Linked DNA regions of Mus musculus: region 2 is linked to region 1. A link is a contact called in public HiChIP or PLAC-seq data. All regions are on one chromosome and are shown on one strand. Each heading gives the region's core, a stretch centred on a gene start, on an enhancer-like site or on the middle of the called end of the contact. The rest is flanking DNA. Distances are from core to core; before and after follow the strand shown.

The links. HiChIP or PLAC-seq counts read pairs in DNA pulled down with a chosen protein or histone mark.
Region 2: an H3K4me3 HiChIP or PLAC-seq map of the 230-238 cell line shows a contact between it and region 1, with 4 times the contacts expected there. The contact joins two enhancer-like sites. A contact is called at or near these places in 2 of 484 Hi-C or Micro-C datasets (myeloid progenitors and uterus) and 1 of 115 datasets of contacts at active chromatin or transcription factors (the 230-238 cell line).

Annotation. Positions count from the first base shown.
Region 1 is chr12:41,726,030-41,729,997 of GRCm38.p6, reverse strand. All of the region lies in intron 6 of Immp2l (IMP2 inner mitochondrial membrane peptidase-like (S. cerevisiae)), which reads right to left. Among named protein-coding and RNA genes, the nearest start is that of Gm40412, 120 kb to the right of the region's middle. Within about 2 kb of position 1,322, at least 30 of the 459 cell types and tissues checked have an H3K27ac peak or open chromatin away from gene starts, as enhancers often do. A contact at or near this core is called in the 230-238 cell line, where this site is marked.
Region 2 is chr12:41,876,677-41,880,406 of GRCm38.p6, reverse strand. The region is part of intron 6 of Immp2l (IMP2 inner mitochondrial membrane peptidase-like (S. cerevisiae)); the gene reads right to left. Among named protein-coding and RNA genes, the nearest start is that of Gm46348, 110 kb to the left of the region's middle. Within about 2 kb of position 2,171, at least 59 of the 459 cell types and tissues checked have an H3K27ac peak or open chromatin away from gene starts, as enhancers often do. A contact at or near this core is called in the 230-238 cell line, where this site is marked.

The DNA of each region.
Region 1 (3,968 bases), core at 73-2,572:
CAGTGCTTCCCTCAGGCTCACTCACTCACTCCCAATACACAAGAACCTGCTATGCATTTCAATGCCAGTCTCCTGGCCCCTTCCCTCCCTCTAGGCAGATGCTTACCTTAGATTTCTTAAAATCTGGCTATTCTTGCTAAACCTTCTCTATGCTCTTGCTCCAGCTTCTGCTAGTTTCACTAGTCTCTCTATTCTCTATTACCTGGTATTCTCCTCTATTGCAGATAGCCCTGGCCATGTCCAATCTGTCAGCCATGTTCATTCTACTTCTTCCTCTCTCTGCTCTCGATGTTCTCTCATATCTACAATAAAACCTTCCTGTCTTAGTCAGGGTTTCTATTCCTGGACAAAACATCATGACCAAGAAGCAAGTTAGGGAGGAAAGGGTTTATTCAGCTTACACCTCCAAACTGCTGTTTATCACTAAAGGAAGTCAAGACTGGAACTCAAGCAGGTCAAGCAGAAGCTGATGCAGAGGCCATGGAGGGATGTTTCTTACTGGCTTGCTTCCCCTGGCTTGCTCAGCTTGTTTTCTTATAGAACCCAAGACTGCCAGCCCAGAGATGGTCCCACCCACAAGGGGCCTTTCCCCCTTGATCACTAATTGAGAAAATGCCTTACAGCTGGATCTCATGGAGACATTTCCTCAACTGAAGTTCCTTCCTCCCACTTGTGTCAAGTTGAAACACTAAACCAGCCAGTACACTTCCCATACTCTGAAATTATTGTTATCAGTTTATACAATGATGATTAATTTTCTTTTGGAAAACAAGAAAGAACATTTTAAAAAGAAATAATACAGTGGTAACAGTTATGTAGAATGAATAACAATAGTAGTGTGGGTAGAGATATTAGTGGGAAGTATGCAATTTTTTTGTTTGCTTTAGATTGCAAAGTAAAGAATATTTGAAGTAAGGAAAGATGTGCAAAGATCGGAGAAAGATGAGGCTGGAGAGATTCAGTGGTTAAGAGAATTAGCTGCTCTACCAGGTGACCAAGGATTGATTCCCATCACTCTCATGTGGCTAAGAACCATCTGTAGCTCAAGTTCCAGGAGATACAGTGTCCTTTTCTGGCATCCATGAAGCATCACGCACATGGTGGTACATAGATGTGCATTCAGCCAAAACACCCATGCACATAAAATAAAACCAAAAAGGAATAATTTTTAATAAGGGGTGATGGAATCTGCAGATGAGAATTCAATCAAGAGGAACCATTCTACCACCTTGAGTTATATTTAGGCAATGATAAGGTGTGAAAGAGGTATAGACATCAAAGGAGAAAAACTTCAGGGGCCCCAAGATGGGAGGATTCTGAAAACGGAAGACCAAGATCAGGTGAATCAGAGAAAACTTTGAGGGTGCTTTGAAGTCTAATAATAACAGGAAACCACAGAACTATTTCTTGCAGGAAATTGGAGCTGCTAGACTTGGGTAGATAGTAGGGGAGATTGTAGGCAGTAAAGAAGATTCCTATACAGTTATATTTGGGATGTGACTCTAAAGGAGGAAGACAGAAGAGTTTAGAGTGTTCATGGTAGAGGTTCTATCTTGCCTTTGTGGTGGGCTAAATTTGGAAGTAGTGAGACATTAAGAGACCTACTGAATTCTATCTTAATAATTGGGTGACTAGCCATGCCATTTACTGAAATGTGGTAATTTCAGACAAGACAAAAGCTGTCTGAAGGAATAGAGACAGTGTAGTAATTATGAGGAGCATAATAAACTTCCAACTATGATAAGTTTTAAAGCTGCAAATCTGAACACTAATGCACAAAAATAGCATTTAAAGACATGGGGCCAATTTTCTCAATGAGGGCTTTCAGTGAAAGGTCAGGACATAGCTGGGGGCATGACAGCATTGAGAGGCTTGGCAGCGGACAATGGAAATGTAGATCAAGCCTAGGAGAAATAGCTAGGTTTTCTGGGTTCCAGGAAACCAAGAAATGAAAGTCTTCAAATTATTTTAAAAAGGATGTGATCAACCACATCACATGTGCCAGGAGGTGGAGTAAGAAACACACAGAAGAGATCACTCACCAATGTGGATGACATGAACAAAACTCTGACAACACCTGAAGCAAATATGTGACTCTTTATCTTCTGAGACACATGAGAAGGAGAAAAGAAGATGTGAAGAAAAGCTCACTGCAGCTTCAGGAAAGTCACAGGTCTTACTCTAAGGTTGATCTCAGTGAGGGACACATGCACAAGTATGACACACAAGAGAATATGGCAAAGATACAAACTAACTATCTGGCACTTACACTGCATCAATCCAAACATAGATCTTAGAATGTGTCATTATATGATGGCCGTTTTATTACTGACTCTGGAGACAAAAGGGAATTTCGGTAAAGACTTCTAATTAATTATTCAACAAAGACTAGCCCAAGCCAAGTCTACAAATATACTGCTTTTACAGGCTGCTCCTGGAGGAACTTAACAACCCTCCTCTTGCTGCAAAACTGCCAAAAGCCTGATGATTAATACCAATTGCCCATTTGTTAAACAGTGCAAATCACCCTTTGTCATTTAAATTGAACTCAATTTGAATGTGCATAGGTTGCAAGTAGAGAGCGGAATCTGGAAGGCACACTTGGTCTTAAAACAGAATACATTAATCTTTGCTGGCAATGCTCCCGGTGAAACCACAGACCTTAGTGCTGGGCTTTGGGTGGGTCACGCCATGAGATTTCCAGTTGCTTTCTCCAAAGAGAGATGGCATGGCATGAAACAGGGCCCACATAAGCTTTAGAGAGAAGTGAGGTCTTGTGTTTTCAACCTTATGCTTGGCTTTGACTTGAGATATATTATACCAAGAGCAAGGCTAACTTCCAGAGCTCTGAAAGCTCCGCAATTCATAAGGGTGAACAGGGACTCATTCACACTCAATAATTCTTAACAGGCTTTTTAAATTACTCCATAAGATCAGCTTTTCATGAAACTGCAGACACTCAGACACATAGTTAGTTATTGGTGATTAAAAACAACAACAACAACAACAACAAAAGCCCCAGCAGCTCTTAAAGCCCCAAGTTTTTGTGGGAGAGTAGGCTCCTTTACACATAGTAAAGCCTAAGGTCTCCTTTGGCACTCTAGCAGGCACTTGGAAACTGCTTTTGCTAAAACACCGGATTACTACTCAGGACCAACAAGGCAACTGACACAGGATAAAGCTGGCATCTCTACCTTCATTTTGTATGTGTCCTCTTTATTATGTATGTCTTCTGCTTAGCCCTGTATCTAGACATGTTAATTATCCAAGGAGGTATCTTTCTGAAAACTCAAGGCACTTAACCTATCCCAAGCCCCTTCAAGGCTGAAGGCACAAGATAATAGTAACCAAGGCAGAAGCTAAGCCCATGAAGTCTCACCAACATGGCTACCTAAACCTGACAGAGCAAAGACAACACCAATAGACCTGCTAATGTGGAAGAAGGAAAGTTCATGAGGCCTCCACCCTAGACAAAGAACTATAGGTAGCTATAGAATGCTTACCCTGCCCCACACCCCCACCCCACTCCTAACCCCCAATAAAAGCCCTCCAATTAGTTATACAATACCAAGTAGTCATCCATAAAATTGTATATACACAAGTATCAGTATACAGATATTCAACAGGACACACACACACACACACACACACACACACACATACACGGGTGGGGGAGGGAGGGAATGATAGAGATTTACAATTATAGAAAAAGAAGCTATTAATTTAAGAGAGAAGTAGGGGGCTGGGTACACGGAAATGGTTGGAAAGAGGGAATGGCAAGGGGGAATAATAATATTGAAATATTAACGGTGAAATAGTTAGTACCAGGACACTCCAAGCCCTGGCCTAACTATGTGACCCTTGACCTGCATGGCCAGGCCAATGACTCTCAATCCCACAATACTCTTGGCTCAGTTCCCACCCTCACTAGTGTGATGTCATTTTCTGTATAAATTAGGAGATCACCC
Region 2 (3,730 bases), core at 922-3,421, 150 kb before region 1:
CTTTCTCTAGCAATGACAGTTAAACCTTCCATTTAATATGAAATCAAGTGGAGACATCTGTGCTTTGTCATAAAAAAGTAAACAGTTGGATTTTTCTAATTATTATCTCTGCGTCAGCTGTAGGTTGAGAACACGTTTGCCTTTGTGTCACCTTGAGAAATCTGTCTTAATTTCATATGAGCAGGCCCAAGAAAGAATCATTCTCCATTAGTTCATTTATTTATTTATTTATTTATTTATTTATTTTTATCTACATCTGCTCTGAGAAGTTGCTTACATCTAATGTTGGACCACCCTTCACACGTTAAATTGGAAGTTCCCCCACCACCACCACCACCAAATAATGATAATCTGGATTCCATGTATCTATTAGAAACCATAACAATTCAGCAATAAATGGAAATGTTTTGGACTGTGAGGGGTTTTGAGGGCTTTTCCCATTATCAGTTGCTCATGTAGGTTAAAAAAAAAAAAAGTGAACATTCACATAACGAATGCCATGCAAACAACAAGACCAAGAGAGTGTCTCATCTCCTTCTTACAGCTTTCTACATATCAAGGAAGAGTCCTGTTGTCCTGCTCCCTGGGAGAGCAGCTACTAAGGAGAAATGAAATATTGAGAAAGCACCAAGCCACAGTAAAAGCGAGAGAAGGAGTGTTTGTTTTCCTTTCTGCTTTGTCTGTCTTTATTTGTTCTGCAGTGAGCTTGAAAACTTCCTGTATGTCTTCAATACCTGGAACAGTTCAGAAGCTACTATTGTCCCAGCTGTGACTAATGCCCACTTCATGCAAGTGTAGAACAGCAGATATGCTAATCATAATAGGCCATCACCAGGACCATGCAGTCCTGCTAGGAACACAGGGCTCAACAAGCTATGAAGGCCACACTTAAAATTCAAACTGTATTGTAATATACATTAATATGGCCACTGGATGGGGAGGAACCAAACAAATACCACAGAAAGTTATTTGCAGGAAAACTGGCAAACTAAGACCATTTGTTGCCACATGCAGGGCAGGAGAGCCTGAGAGCTAGTATGGCCTGTGTCCAATCAAATTTTAAGTATTTGACATCTGCAACCATCTAACACTGTAAAAGTCTACATAGGAAAGTAAAGCAGCTTCTATGAGAGTTGAGGATGAGTGCTCTACCAGAGAAACAGTAAGCTGCATAATAGAAATGAGGACTCCTTGAGAAGATGGTTATAAAGAAAAGATTAAAAAAAAAAAAACCATCTCATATAAGCACCCAACAATCAGTAGACTGAAGCTTTTAGAGAACACTGGGGTACAATTAGGCACATTTCCACCAAGACTGACTATAACGAAACAAGAATGAAAACCTAAAAGCATTCTTAGTGATGTGCATTCCTTAATGTAGTCTACCAGAAGGGTCTATAAAGCCAAAGGACTAACTCAGATATGTATCAATTAAGTACCTCTGAGGAGATTATAAAATATTACAGCAGTCATCATACATATCAGGTGGTTATTAAAAGTTGGGAACTTACTGTGTACAAATGTCTAACCTAATTTACATATATTTTTTAATTTAATCCTTAGGGCTATCTGACGAGGTAAATATGATTATGGATCCAATTTCACAGATGAGAAACCTGAGGCATGAAGAGCTTAAACAAACACCCAGCTGTTAATTGGAATCCCAAATTCTTAACTGCTGGGCCATACCGAGAAAAGCCACAACTTCCTCATTTCTCTCCTTCCCACACCCTGTTGTTATGACAATTGTCAGGCATGTGCAACATATATCCATAGTTCGGTTAGAGCCAAAGCTAAGCATGGCCAACAGAACTGCCTGGGACCCTGCTGTCACCTAATGCCAGGTACCTTCTGTGTTCCTATCTGGGCATAGGTCCTACAAGCAGAGAAGGCTCTGAATTCTTGCCTAGTAGTTGTAGTTCTTTACCTCCCAAAAAGTGAGGGATCCCCATAAATCACTTAACAGCTTTTTAAGACATTTAAAATGTTTAATTGCTGCTCATTATATTTACCCCTTAATGTATCTCTAAATTCTATTACTCTTAAATGTTATTAAAAATAACTTTTTAGAGTTTTTATACATAGATTTTTTTTTTGGTAAACATGCTTTCCTAGATCATTAATGTACTTCAAAATGTTCGAAAATATGCAAAGTAGCTAAGATGTGGTTCAATTCAAAAATTGTTATTTTTCTAAAACCACACATCTTCAAAAACTCCACACCCTGGTCACTCACTCTAGGTAAGAAATCAAGAAGTTGGCCTTCAAAGCAGGCTCACCACTGGCTAAAGAGTAGCACATTTTGTGTGTGATGCAGGCCTTCATCAAAGAGTTTATTATGCTTCCTCAGCATCAGCTTCTTCTAGACCTGCCTTGACGCAAGAAGCCTATCTTCATTGCCAAAATCACTGGTACCTCAAAATTCTGTTTACTGTTCATTCTTTTTAAGTCTTTCTTGACCTCCCCATATGCACACACCAAATCTTATTAATTTTTCTTTAAGTAGCTTTGTCTGAGAGGACACACACAGGTCATATGCAGGCCATAGAAATGAACTAGGAAAGTCTTCCAAAAGTCCCTAAGGAAATCTTATCTGCTGAATTGAGTTAACGTCCACTTGTATTTTGGACATATGCCCAGTAGCTAGCAGACAACACAGTCTTTTATATTTGCTACAATTCCCTCCCCACAAACAGAAAACATAAAATAAAAGGAGCTCCTTGGAGAACAAGGGTAACCATAACAATACATTGCACTCAACCCCATGTTCGATTCTGAAAACATTTTTTTCTCATTTTCTATTATTAATCAAGGGTTTTTAAGTTTAATTTTAACCATCCTCCTTTCCTGTAACACTGTATGTAATAAAACCATCCTTTGAGCTGGGGAATAGCTCCATGGTAACAGATTCTCAAACATCAGCACAGGATGGAGCTTTCAGTGTGTGATCACAGCTCAAGGAAGGAGGAGGAGGAAAATGCTGAAACCCACGGAGGCTTTCTTTCCTTCCTTGGGACAACATCGTGAGAGAAAGAAATCAGCAACCTCATGAGAGCTTACTGCGAACAGGGAAGGAGAACTGAGTGGAGTGGAGTGACAGAGCAAGCCTAAGATGTTAATGGGATTGTTATGGAAGTTCAGGATAGAAAGCAAATCCTTCATTTTAGTTCCCTAAAGAGATAAAAAAGCCGGGTGTGGTGACGCACTCCTTTAATCCCAGCACTCAGGAGGCAGAGGCAGGCGGATTTCTGAGTTCGAGGCCAGCCTGGTCTACAGAGTGAGTTCCAGGACAGCCAGGGCTGCACAGAGAAACCCTGTCTCGAAAAAAAAAAAAAAAAAAAAAAAAGATAAAAAAGCAGTCCTCATTCCCTAGAGCTGAAAAGAGGTCTGTTTTCTGGTGTCATGCTTTCCAATTTATATGGAAATAGAGCCATGTATATGCTTATACGTAAACACAGTCCTGTGGTAGGTATGGTAGTAGAGTACATGTACACATGATTCAATGGGCTAAATTTTAGGGATAGTACATTATAGACAAAATGAAGTAAGTATTCCCATCTTTAATAACAGGCTGAAACAGATAGATGCTGGGCACCAAAGTTCCCTCTGAAGACCATGTGACATCGGTCCTCTTACTACTTTCCTGGCCATCATTGTTAATACAGACAAAATCTCCTAAAATTTCATATTTTTCTTGTCAAATTGCATGGATTAACTGGACAAAAAAACA